Linked DNA regions of Mus musculus: regions 2, 3 and 4 are each linked to region 1. A link is a contact called in public Micro-C and promoter capture Hi-C data. All regions are on one chromosome and are shown on one strand. Each heading gives the region's core, a stretch centred on a gene start, on an enhancer-like site or on the middle of the called end of the contact. The rest is flanking DNA. Distances are from core to core; before and after follow the strand shown. Region 1 holds the start of Dll4 (delta like canonical Notch ligand 4). Region 2 holds the start of Chst14 (carbohydrate sulfotransferase 14). Region 3 holds the start of Tyro3 (TYRO3 protein tyrosine kinase 3). Region 4 holds the start of Ltk (leukocyte tyrosine kinase).

Region 1 (2,717 bases), core at 218-2,717:
CAGACCATGTTCGTCATTGGCAGCTGTTGGGTTCCACTTCCCCCTACCACGGCCTCCCTGGGGCTGGAGCCGCGTCCCTGCTCCCCTCAACCCCCGCCCGCACTGATCTTATCGTCCGACCATAGCCAGCAATCACCACGCGGGAGGGCTGACAGCTGAAGCCACAGGGCCCCCACCGCTCTCACTGTAGGAGAGAGAGAGAGAGAGAGAGAGAGAGAGAGAGAGAGAGAGAGAGAGAGAGAGAGAGAGAGAGAGAGAGAGAGAGAGAGAGAGAGAGAGAGAGAGAGAAATCTAGCACCCCCCAAAACTGGGAGAAGCCAGCCCTCCCCGGTCTGCAGCCTCGGGGGAGCACGACGGGTTCTGGGAAAGCAGCTGCAGGGTTTGCGCTCGGAGGCCACCCGGGAGAGGCGCGCGTGTGACATGGGTGAAACCACCCGAAACTCAAACAACTCTATGCGCCTCCAGTTCCACCCTACATCCTGCCCTATGCAGAGAGATCTAGACCTGATCAGCCTCAAGCTCTCTCACCTTGCCTCTCAAGTGGCCCAAGGAAATTCTGGAATTAAGAAAGTTTCCTCCCTACTCCAGCGGAGCTAGGGGACGCGGGTGGGGGCCAGGATGAGGATATGGAGACCAAGCGCGACCCAGGTGAGATAGGCACTGAGGGAAAAGACTAGAACCTCATTACCATACAGCTGAGGACCCCCCCCCCACTTCGAGAACCACGCCCCCCACCTCTCTTTCGAACCTCTAGTCCTGGCTCTAGCACGAGCCAGGAGGGAGTGGGGGTGGGGGACAAAGAGAGAAGGCACGCGCTGGGCACGCCCTGCTGCTTGAGGTGACACGCCTACCAGGTGCAGAGAAGACCAGAGTCCTAGACGCTTGGCCCTTTGCCTTGCTTGGAATAGCCAGGGAAAGGTTAAGGCGTCGGATGGCTTCCCTGCGGTGCTGGGGACGCGTGGAGGGTGGGCACACATAGGCTGGAGGCCAGCGAGGCAGGAGCTACCTAAAGTCTGGAAAGGAAAGGGAGATCCAAATCCCCTGGTCCTGCTTTTTGCTTTCCTAGTTTAAGCTTTCCCCACCTGCTAGAGGACTGTAGGTATCTAATGCCTGGATCAGGTGCACCGCCTACGGGGACCCCTTAGAGTTTCCACCCCCTGGACCATTCGGGAACCACCTCACCTCCCGCCGCATCACTGGGCTACCCTCCTATCCTCTGGTGGCGAGGGTCTCAGCCTTTAAGCAGACGATCTCTAAGGACTGCTCGCCGGGCACGCGCAGAGCTGGAAGCCCAGAAGTTGGAAGAGGGGCGGGGACCTGCGCCCTACTGGCTGGCTGACAGGGGGAGCGGCGGGGGCGGAGGCCCCCTCCGGTGGGTGCTGGGACTGTAGCCACTAGAGGCCTGGAGGGGAGGGGAGAGTGACCGTGAGTCTGTCTGACTGACAGGCTGCGAAGAGCAGCCAATATATATAAGAAAGGCTCTGGAGCAAGCAGGTTTCAGTAGCGGCGCTGCTCGCAGGCTAGGAACCCGAGGCCAAGAGCTGCAGCCAAAGTCACTTGGGTGCAGTGTACTCCCTCACTAGCCCGCTCGAGACCCTAGGATTTGCTCCAGGACACGTACTTAGAGCAGCCACCGCCCAGTCGCCCTCACCTGGATTACCTACCGAGGCATCGAGCAGCGGAGTTTTTGAGAAGGCGACAAGGGAGCAGCGTCCCGAGGGGAATCAGCTTTTCAGGAACTCGGCTGGCAGACGGGACTTGCGGGAGAGCGACATCCCTAACAAGCAGATTCGGAGTCCCGGAGTGGAGAGGACACCCCAAGGGATGACGCCTGCGTCCCGGAGCGCCTGTCGCTGGGCGCTACTGCTGCTGGCGGTACTGTGGCCGCAGGTAATGTCTCACGTCCTCTCCGCCCCCTCCCGCAGCGCTCCGGGCTTGCGCCCCGGCCCCGGCTGAGCCTGACCGCTCTCCTCCCTCCTTCTCTCGGTCCCTGTGCAGCAGCGCGCTGCGGGCTCCGGCATCTTCCAGCTGCGGCTGCAGGAGTTCGTCAACCAGCGCGGTATGCTGGCCAATGGGCAGTCCTGCGAACCGGGCTGCCGGACTTTCTTCCGCATCTGCCTTAAGCACTTCCAGGCAACCTTCTCCGAGGGACCCTGCACCTTTGGCAATGTCTCCACGCCGGTATTGGGCACCAACTCCTTCGTCGTCAGGGACAAGAATAGCGGCAGTGGTCGCAACCCTCTGCAGTTGCCCTTCAATTTCACCTGGCCGGTAAGCACAACTTAAATGCACCGGGAGATAACCGAAGGGAAAGAAGGGAGCGCCGGGACACCAGAGCTCCTTTCCAAAGCGCTCTCTGGAGAGCCCCAAGGGCTCTTTCTCTTCTGCCCCCGCCCCCCTGTTCTCTCATAGGATCATCCCGGAGAGGCTTTGGTTAGTCTTTCCTCCCAGTTTCTTCCCTTTCCTTCTCCCCAATTCTTGGGATACGAATTTCATTACCAAACCCCCAACGCGGCGCCGCCCGCCCACCCCCCGGCTCTCACTTACACTCCCGCATCCCTCATCCCTCCCCTGCCTTCTCAGCTCGCGCGCAGCGCTGCGCGAACACCAGTTATGTTGAGCCGAGCTCCGTAACTATATCCTGCAATTAGATTAATTAAACAGGCTGCTGCGAGGCACCCCCTCCTTTCCCTCCCTGCTGATATCGCTATCTCTAA
Region 2 (2,993 bases), core at 339-2,838, 400 kb before region 1:
TGGCACTCCGTTTGTGGTGTGGGATAGGACTGCATCAGTTTCAGGATTTGACTGGTGGACTAACATTGACCTCTTTAGAGCCCTCTCATTCTGGGATGCTGAGGTCCCCCCCACCTGCTAGCTAAGTCCAAATCTATGGTGGAAGAAAAGTGGTGATGAGATCAGAGCTTTCATCCCCATGACATGGGTAGGCTATCCCATGGTATGGACAGCCATCAGTGTGCTGCCCACGAGAGTTCTAAGAGGTGTCACTTTACAGACAAATGGAGCAGGCAATCCCACCACCAGAAATCTATACACTGCCTAGAAAGGGACAGCAGTGTAGTGAAGGGTCAGAAGTGGCCTGAGATGCACCCAGCATCCAACTTTAAAGCCACTGAACCTCCCAGTTCAGACATTTACCCCATGTTTTCTGTGTGGCTCTCTGAACAACAACAACACACACACACACACACACACACACACACACGTCACTTTATCCCTCAGACCCCCTCATCTGCCTAATCAGCTTCATAGTCTCACCATTCCCACCCAGTCCTTTCATCATCCTCTGGGCATAACCTGTACCAAAGTCAATTCTTCGTCCTCCCATCTAATGTGCTGTCATGACTAGGAATTGGGTCTGAAAGTCAGCCTTGGCTAGCCAGTGAAACCCATACCTAAACAACAACAACAACAAAACCTTCAGTCACAGCTACCCCAGAGTCCATACAATGTGAACAGCCACAGAATCTACTGTCAAGTGGCTGATGACTATAGGAAATAGTTAAAAACAAACAACAACAACAACAACAAAAAAACGTGATTTGTTCCCCAGTTCTGTTGTCTTAAGCCTTGTTGGGGCCCCACACGAAGTCAAGCTGTAGTGCTTAGGGACTAGTTGTATGCTGCTGTTCAAAGTACTCTGACCAATCTGTTGCCACTGGGTACATCTTGGCTCCAAGCAAAGAGGCCTTTCTGTGGTTGCTGCGTTGTACTTGTAGGTTGTCCTGAAGTATATATTGGCCATACGTGGTCCCGAGGTACTTGTCCATAGCCTCCGACCAGAGTGTCCCAGTTAGCCTACTGCTTCAGACTTGGCAGGGGAGATTCCTTTTACAGACAGATCAGCATTGCTCAGTAGATAAGCACTAGTCCCTAGGAATTACTAAAGCAAAATGTCACCATGGAGACATTAGCCAGAGCTTGACAGAGTGGCCCTGCCCTGGGCTGGGACTGGTACAAGCGGCTAAGGACCATGCTTCCGGTCAGGACAGATCTCCTTTATGTCTAGACCGACTGAGTGGTGGGTTGTCCTGCATTCAGGTCACAGCTGGAGGGACAGCGGTTCCAGAGCAGTTTAAAGCAGGATGGAGGGTGCAAATCTTAAATGGAGCACCAAGAGGACACGTGTTAAAGAGACACGGGATCTCAGTAGCTCCTGCTTTCCAGGTCTCATTTTGTCTGGAGTGGCCCAGGCTCATGAGTTCTCTCCCGGGCTAGGGTCCGCCTGCGGCCTCCCGCAACTAGCTCCTAGGACTCGGGCACCCGCCCCTCTCCCCGCCCCACAACGTGGGCCCGCCCTCGCGCCTGTATCAGGGAGGGGCGGGGAGAGAAGAGCGGCCGGGCGGGACATCCGGCCCTGGTCCCTGCCTGCACCCCGGGAGCTGGCCACCCACTATCCCTCCCCTCCCGAGACCTCCAGCCCCTGCTGCAGTCACCTCCCCTGCAGCCTCGAGGTCGGCGAGGTCTGGCCGCAGCACCATGTTTCCCCGCCCTCTGACCCCACTGGCTGCCCCGAAAAGCGCGGAGACCCTGGGCCGCACGCCAAGGCGGGCCCCATTGGGCCGGGCCCGGGCTGGGCTCGGGGGGCCGCCCCTGCTGCTGCCGTCCATGCTGATGTTCGCTGTAATCGTGGCCTCCAGCGGACTGCTGCTCATGATCGAGCGAGGCATCCTATCGGAGATGAAACCCCTTCCCCTGCACCCTCCCAGCCACAAAGGCGCGGCCTGGAGCGGGACAGATCCTAAGCCTAGAGGCCTATCCTTGGATGCTGGGGACTCGGACTTGCAAGTGAGGGAGGACATCCGAAACCGGACCTTGAGGGCCGTGTGCGGACAACCAGGCATGCCCCGGGACCCCTGGGACTTGCCGGTGGGACAGCGGCGCACCCTGCTGCGCCACATTCTCGTAAGTGACCGCTACCGCTTCCTCTACTGCTATGTCCCCAAAGTGGCCTGCTCTAACTGGAAACGTGTGCTGAAGGTGCTGGCTGGCATCCTGAACAACGTGGATGTCCGCCTCAAGATGGACCACCGCAGTGACTTGGTGTTTCTGGCAGACCTGCGGCCTGAGGAGATTCGCTACCGTCTGCAGCACTACTTCAAGTTCCTGTTTGTGCGAGACCCCTTGGAACGCCTCCTGTCTGCTTACCGTAACAAGTTTGGAGAGATCCGAGAGTACCAGCAGCGATATGGGGCCGAAATTGTCAGGCGCTACAGGGCTGGAGCTGGCCCCAGCCCTGCAGGGGACGATGTCACCTTCCCAGAGTTCCTGAGATACCTGGTGGATGAGGATCCTGAACATATGAATGAGCATTGGATGCCTGTGTACCACCTGTGCCAACCATGTGCTGTGCACTACGACTTCGTGGGTTCCTATGAGAGGCTGGAGGCTGATGCCAACCAGGTGCTGGAGTGGGTGCGGGCCCCACCCCATGTCCGGTTCCCAGCTCGCCAGGCCTGGTACCGGCCAGCCAGCCCAGAAAGTCTGCATTACCACTTGTGCAATGTTCCACGGGCCCTGCTTCAAGATGTGCTACCTAAGTATATCCTGGACTTCTCCCTCTTTGCTTACCCACTGCCCAATGTCACCAAGGAAGCCTGTCACCAATGACAGTAGGCCAGCACCTTTTGGAGTTTGGGTTTAATGATATCAGCTTTGGGATGTCTTTCAGAGAAACTCCTGGCTCTGGGTGGCTTCCTGGTTTCTCTAGGTGTCTCCATATCTCAGTG
Region 3 (3,159 bases), core at 606-3,105, 470 kb after region 1:
GGGTTTAAGAACTAAGAAACGAACCACTCCTGTATAGCAGATAAAAAGGCAAGGCAGATCAGCACCCCACAGGTTTCTGCCTGCCACTTTGGCCCTGTAAGTAGAAATACTGAGAGCCAGGGCGGATACTGAAATGAAATTAGGAAGATAACATGGAACCAGGATGTCCTTCGGGGAAAGTGAGGTGGGATTTCCCTTCAGGGAAAGCAGACATATTTTCTAGCAGGATGGTGATGTGTCTCAGGCTTAGTTAGAATGCGGAAAGCCACCTCCATGACTTGCCTAAGGAGCCAGTTTAACTGATAACAAAGTATAAACCCTTGGGCTAGAATTCCATATCAGCTCAGGAGTGAAGAACAGGAAGTAGAAGCTGTGTTTGGTCTCTAGATTGAACATCTTCCGGGAATACTCTGTGCCAGGTTAATTGAAATAAAGAGAAGGGTCCCCTTTACTGGAGACAGCGTAGAACAGTTCTGGCTTCCGTTCCAGACTGTCTGACACTCAAAATTCCAAAGCTCTGGAAAAGAGCAAGCTTGTGTGCTTTTCTTTTCTTTTTTCCCCCTTCAGGAAAGCGTCCTGGAGCCATCCTAGAGTTCCCAAGAAAATTGGCAGAGCGCTCAGCAGGAAGTCAGGCCCCTCCGATCCAACTGTTGACCAGACTTGCCAAGAGTCTTCCTATCCTGCCGCCTGGGGGCGCCCCCAGCTGGGTCTGCGGCTGCCGCCAGCACTGCTGTTATCATTAAGATAATTAATAAACAAGCACTGGTGGGCCAAGTGGAGGAAGAGGGAGGCTCCTGCTGCTCAGGAGAATCCCTGGAAAGATCCAGTGAGTATGGGACGTCTCACTGGCTAGTTCTTTCTCCCCATCCAGGACCCCTGGAAAGCGCCTGTTGTGGGTTGTCCTCCAGGGGCCAAGAAGAGGTGAGGACAAGAGGAGGACTTGGCAGGTGCGATTTGGAACCAGCTCTGCATCTTCCTGACAGGATGTCTGTGGGCAGGCCACCTCCAGTGATTACTGGTTGTGGAGCAGGCAATTATTCATTCTTTTAACAAGGATCTGCCTATTTATTTATGGAGTGCCTACTGTGCGCAAGGTGGTCTACTAATAATAGCAGATGTTTCACTAGCTAGTATGAAGACAATGCCAATGTTCACACTATGTCCCAGAAGTGGAGGGGTGGAAAGAGGAAGCAAGAAAGAAGAATGATACCCTCGAAAATCACGGTGATTTTGCTTTGGCCTTCGTAGGCTAGCAGTGGGGATGGACACCTAAGAATTACGAAACAGATCTTGGAAAACTCTAGATGGACGACAAACTGGAAAACACTCTGGGAAGATGGGCTGGGGAGAATGGTCTTTCGATAGGAGAATACTTGGCGATTAAAGGTAGGCTACAAAGATCGAAAAAGAAAAAAAAAACTGGGTGAAAAGCTCAAGCAAAGAGGTACAGGGATGCTAGTAGTTTCTCGGGGAGCTGTTCCAGCCGTCTTGGGGACACCTGAGGGTTGCTGTGTCTAGTAGGTGCTTTGTGTTCTGAGAGGGCTGTGTCGGAGTCTGAGGTCAGGATTTAGAACAGTGTTGGGGTGTGGCAGGAGCTTCCAAGAGGGGTTCTGAGGAGAGGATGGGGTGCCCCGCTGGAGACTGGAAAGTATTTGGGGAAGGAGGGGCGTGGCCGGGTGCCTGTCCAGGGAGCGAGGCAGGTCCTCCGCAGCGGCAGCGGAGTGGCCAGGGCGCGGGTCCCGCTGCGCCTTCTGGAGGTGGGCGGGAGGTCGGGCGGTAAGGGCTGAGGTTAGCGCTCGGCTCTCGCCACCGGGGCTGCGCGGGGGAGGGGGAGGGCGGCACGAGCTCCGCGGAGGGCGGGCGGGCGGGCCGGGAGGAGGCGGCGGCTCGCAGAAGAACATGAATCAGCGGCGGCGGCGGCGGCGGCTGTGGAAGGAGCGCGGTGGCCCAGCCGCAGCCCCGGGGACTCCTCGCTGCTGACGGCGGTGGCCGCGGCTCTAGGCGGCCGCGGGTCCGGGACGCCCGGGCCGAGCGCCGCCCCCCGCCCCTCCCGCGGGCCTCCCGCCCCTCCTCCGCCACCCTCCTCTCTGCGCTCGCGGGCCGGGCCCGGCATGGTGCGGCGTCGCCGCCGATGGCGCTGAGGCGGAGCATGGGGTGGCCGGGGCTCCGGCCGCTGCTGCTGGCGGGACTGGCTTCTCTGCTGCTCCCCGGGTCTGCGGCCGCAGGTAGGGGTGGCCCGGGAGGCGGCGGGAAGCGGGGGGCTGCTGAGCCGCACGACTGAGGGGCGCAGCCCGGGGACGGCAGCGGGCGAGACCCGGGCCTGGGCCGGCCAGAGGTTGGGGTCGGTGGCCGGGGCTGGAAGGCCGAGACTAGGACGCAGCGGGTGTTGGCTGCCAGACCTCCGGCCGCGGCCCCCGCCCCCAACTTTCTCGCGCCCGGGGCTGGCTGGGTGCAAAGGAAGGGAGTGGGGGGTGTGGGCAGTCGGGGGTGCTTAGGACTGTATTTTCCCGCCTCTATGTTCCTAGTAGTCTGCTCCCTTTTCCCCAGTCCTAAGGACCCATTCTGCCTTCCGCACACCCCCGAGGTCCCACTTTGAAACTACAGGATCTGGGTTTGAGCACCCAGGGTTGTGAAGGTGCTGGATTCTAAAATACCTCTGCCCGTACTCTAGTTCCTGTGGCCCTTGGCGCTCCCGGAAACCCGAATGTTGAGTAGCTTGGGTTGGGTGAAGGTTACTGCTTCTTGTGAAGATTAGCTTTACGTTGCCACACAGCCACAGAGGCATTTCCCCGAGGCAGGAGGGCAGCACCTTTGCCTTCAAGTTCACACGCACACATCAGGGTGCAGAGGGGTGTGAAGCTATGTCTCCTTGTCCTGTGAGGGTGAGTGGGAAGGGTAGAGAGACAGGCGCCCCCCCCCTCCCCCGGCAGCAGCCATCCAACAAGCATTTCTTAAAAACTGAGTTCTTTGCCACATTAGCCTTGAAAGGAAAGGAAGCTAAAGAGTGGAAAGTATATGCAGGCTCCGAGGTGCGTATCAGATGCTCAGAGAGCCCAGGAATTTACCTAGGGTTACACAGTAAGGAGCAGAAAGAACAGGTCTGGATTTCCTTTATGCAGATTCTTCACCTGCCCATCTGTTTAATACATGCCAGGAGGG
Region 4 (3,098 bases), core at 8-2,507, 430 kb after region 1:
GGACAGACAATCGAAGTGACTGACACTAGACTTCTCTGCGGAATGTTTTAAGATAACTTCCCTGGTCTGTAGAACCTCAGCCTAAGAGGTGATTGCCACCCTCTTCCTGCTGGGCACTTACAGATACTGGCCTGTGTCTGGCACCCGCCACAGCTGCACGCCTTTGAGCGGCCCGGCAGCCCCCACTGTCACCATCACGCTGCTTCCTGTGTATGCCCCATCGCACTGTGTTTGTGTGGGTCCGCTCCTGCCGCTGGCGCCACAGGTGTTAAACACCCAAGGCCCCCGTGTGCCTAGGTACAAAGGGAGAAGGAAAAAGTTCCTCTCCAGGCCTAGGGATCTGGAGATGGTGAACCAAGAAAAGGGAGGAGCCTGAAACTCACCTAGAGGATTTGGGAGGGAAGCTGGCTCCAATTTACTGGGTGTGGGGGTGACTTTCTGCTCCTGGGAATTGAGTACCAGCACCGGCAAAAGCGAAGGTGTTAGAAAAGGTGTCTGGAACTCCGAGTTGGAGCAAAGAATAGTTCCTGAAAGGTGACAGGAAGAAGGGTTAGATGATGCAGAATGTGACAGGGGAGACATAAGAGATGGATAGCCACTCAGCAGTACCCTGCTTCCAGCCACACCCCGAATGCCGCCCAGCTGGTGCATACAGAGGCTGAAGCTAGACACCTACCACCCAACCGGGTTTCCCAAGCCTTGCAAGGTGTCTACATATATCATGACATATACATATATCTACATATATACATATATATATATATACATATATATATATATATATATATACATATATGTCTACATATATCATTCCAGAGCTCTCATGGAGTGACTTGGGGGCTGCACCGCTCTCTGTTGTACAGCACCCCACCACCTCTCCTCTCTCTAGCTTCCTCCCAAGTAGTGCCAAGGCCCCATCTGATTCTTAGATTCGGACGTGCTCCGCACCTTTCTTGCTGTACTCTAAAAGCACAAGGCCACCTTAGAAGGAACCATTGAGACCTGGTCTGTTGCTAATGCAGCCCCAAATCTAGTTGTCTCTGGTTGGCTGGTACCCTGACCACCAAACAGCACTTACCAGCAGCTCCCAGCCACAGCAGCAGCCGGTGGGAGCAGCCCATCGCCCAATCCCTTGGTTCCAGCAAAGGATGATGGTTGAGAACTCGATTCCCTAGCTGCAGTTTATAGGCGTGTCAGCAGTCTCAGAGCTATCACCACTACCCTGCCGACTTCCAACTGGCCTGTATACACTCACGTCAGACCCGGGAAATAGAAGGAAAAGGCGGAGCATGAGGACAGCGAGGTCCCCAGGCTTCTGGGAGGAGCCTTGCTGAGCTGAAGGGCTCTAGTCCCCACCTATGGCACACCAACAAACTAGTGAGTTCCTGGTAGGAGAAAAAGTTGACTCTACATTATACCTTTGTGATAGGCTGGACAGCACCTAGTACATGGCAGTAGCTTTTGTGGGTCTCAGGATAGCATCAATAGTGAATGGCTTTATTGGTGTCAGTGTTAGTTTAAGTGCATGATCACACATGGGAAGTATGTAGAGCCTCCAAAAATCCACCTGCCTCTGCCTCCTGGGTGATGGCGACTAAACTGTCCCCCATAAGGCATTATTGCTTGCCATTGCTGTGTCCCTTTCTGACCATGAGGCAGGACATCCCAGTACCTCAGAATCATGACTTTCTGAGTTTGTTGCACACTGTTCCTGTGGACAATTTCTTACTGCCATGACTGGATAAGGTGTTGAAAAATGTGGACAGTGTTGCTCACATTTGTAACCCAGCACCTGCCAAGTGGAGATGGGACCCCAAGTTCAGTGTTATCTTCTGCTTTCAAACTGGATGCCAGCCTGGACTTACATGAGACTTCCTCTCAAAAAGCTAATAGATATGTTAAAAAGATGTCAGAAGCCGGGTGGTGGTGGCGCATGCCTATGATCCCAGCACTTGGGAGGCAGAGGCAGATTTCTGAGTTCGAGGCCAGCCTGGTCTACAAAGTGAGTGCCAAGACAGCCAGGGGTACACAGAGAAACCCTGTCTCTGAAAGAGAAAAAAAAAAAAAAAGATGTCAGAAGATTCAAGTGCTAGCATTCCCAGGCAATGCAGAGTGGCTCAGCCACAGGCCACCAACTGCAAAATCACATGGAAGGATAGTTTTGTGTATTGTGTCCTTTATCTTTTGTTCAAAATGCTAATGTTAAGCCAGGCATGGTGGCTCATGCCTGTAATTCCTGCACTTGGAAGGCTGAAGCAGCAGGATTGCTATGAGTCCCCTCAAAACAAAAACAAAATCTTCCTACCAGAATAAATCTTTTGCAAAGGATCTCAGCTATCTGTAGAAGAGTGCAAATTTCTTTTTTTTAATTAATTTATTTGTTCAGCGCCCCACCCCCAGCCTCTCCCCTCAAGGTTCCTAATTTCTAATCCATGGGTATAAACCACCCAGGAGGCTAAAATCCCACCAGGGTCATTAGCACTGCACAAATAATGGTCTTGTGGGTTGCCTGACTCCCTGCCCTCTGCCGGCCTCCAAGGGGGAAAGCAAAGGTTACAGGAGGAGTTTCTTTGGGAGGAGGCAACTAAGGGAAGAACCATCCCAATAAACACATACTGGACTTAAAAAAACCCAAAAAACTAAGTCAATGACTGAAGCCTAAACGCTAAAGATGTTTTTACTTCTAAAAACTGAAGCTGGGCCTATCAGGTAACTAGCTAATTAGTAAATTCTGAGTATCTAATACTAACTCTAGCTACGGTAGATTTTATAAAAATGGAGAACTCATGACCCACTGAGTTCTATAGATATCACCATCACTCTCTTTCATGGATAAAATTTTGTTTTAATAAGCTAAAGAAAGGAACTGGTGGTGTGTGGGGCTGAGGAGCCCTCTGCAACCAGGGGAGCCAACCTGGAGCTGGAGAGAGGGAGGGAGAGAGGGAGAGAGGTCGAGCTATGCACAAACCCTGAAAATCCAGTCCTGAGACCGGCAGGAGTAGGATTCCTCCCTCCCTGCTCTGGGCCTGCATGTCCCAGCACCACCAAACCCCACCATCACCTCTGCCACCATTGAGGCCGACAGTGGCCATGATGCA

The links. Promoter capture Hi-C pulls out the DNA fragments that hold promoters and counts their contacts. Hi-C and Micro-C count contacts between places; a contact is called where the count stands out from the background.
Region 2: a promoter capture Hi-C map of embryonic stem cells shows a contact between it and region 1. The contact joins the promoter of Chst14 here to the promoter of Dll4 in region 1. A contact is called at or near these places in 1 of 39 promoter capture datasets (embryonic stem cells) and 1 of 115 datasets of contacts at active chromatin or transcription factors (pancreatic cancer cells).
Region 3: a Micro-C map of embryonic stem cells shows a contact between it and region 1, with 4 times the contacts expected there. The contact joins the promoter of Tyro3 here to the promoter of Dll4 in region 1. A contact is called at or near these places in 1 of 39 promoter capture datasets (liver), 4 of 484 Hi-C or Micro-C datasets (all in embryonic stem cells) and 2 of 115 datasets of contacts at active chromatin or transcription factors (extraembryonic endoderm stem cells and pancreatic cancer cells).
Region 4: a contact with region 1 is called in a promoter capture Hi-C map of embryonic stem cells, with 4 times the contacts expected there. The contact joins the promoter of Ltk here to the promoter of Dll4 in region 1. A contact is called at or near these places in 2 of 39 promoter capture datasets (both in embryonic stem cells) and 1 of 115 datasets of contacts at active chromatin or transcription factors (embryonic stem cells).

Annotation. Positions count from the first base shown.
Region 1 is chr2:119,324,317-119,327,033 of GRCm38.p6, forward strand. It overlaps Dll4 (delta like canonical Notch ligand 4), which reads left to right and starts at 1,468. Exons shown (of 11, transcript NM_019454.3): 1 at 1,468-1,890; 2 at 1,999-2,271. The coding sequence starts at 1,825. It overlaps Gm14207 (predicted gene 14207), which reads right to left and starts at 1,881. Exons shown (of 4, transcript NR_030683.1): 1 at 1,665-1,881; 2 at 852-1,013; 3 at 529-660.
Region 2 is chr2:118,924,909-118,927,901 of GRCm38.p6, forward strand. Chst14 (carbohydrate sulfotransferase 14) reads left to right here and starts at 1,589. Exons shown (of 1, transcript NM_028117.3): 1 at 1,589-2,993. The coding sequence starts at 1,744. The coding sequence ends at 2,874.
Region 3 is chr2:119,797,659-119,800,817 of GRCm38.p6, forward strand. Tyro3 (TYRO3 protein tyrosine kinase 3) reads left to right here and starts at 1,856. Exons shown (of 19, transcript NM_019392.2): 1 at 1,856-2,225. The coding sequence starts at 2,132.
Region 4 is chr2:119,759,174-119,762,271 of GRCm38.p6, forward strand. It overlaps Ltk (leukocyte tyrosine kinase), which reads right to left and starts at 1,258. Exons shown (of 20, transcript NM_203345.2): 1 at 1,079-1,258; 2 at 384-527; 3 at 122-293. The coding sequence starts at 1,121.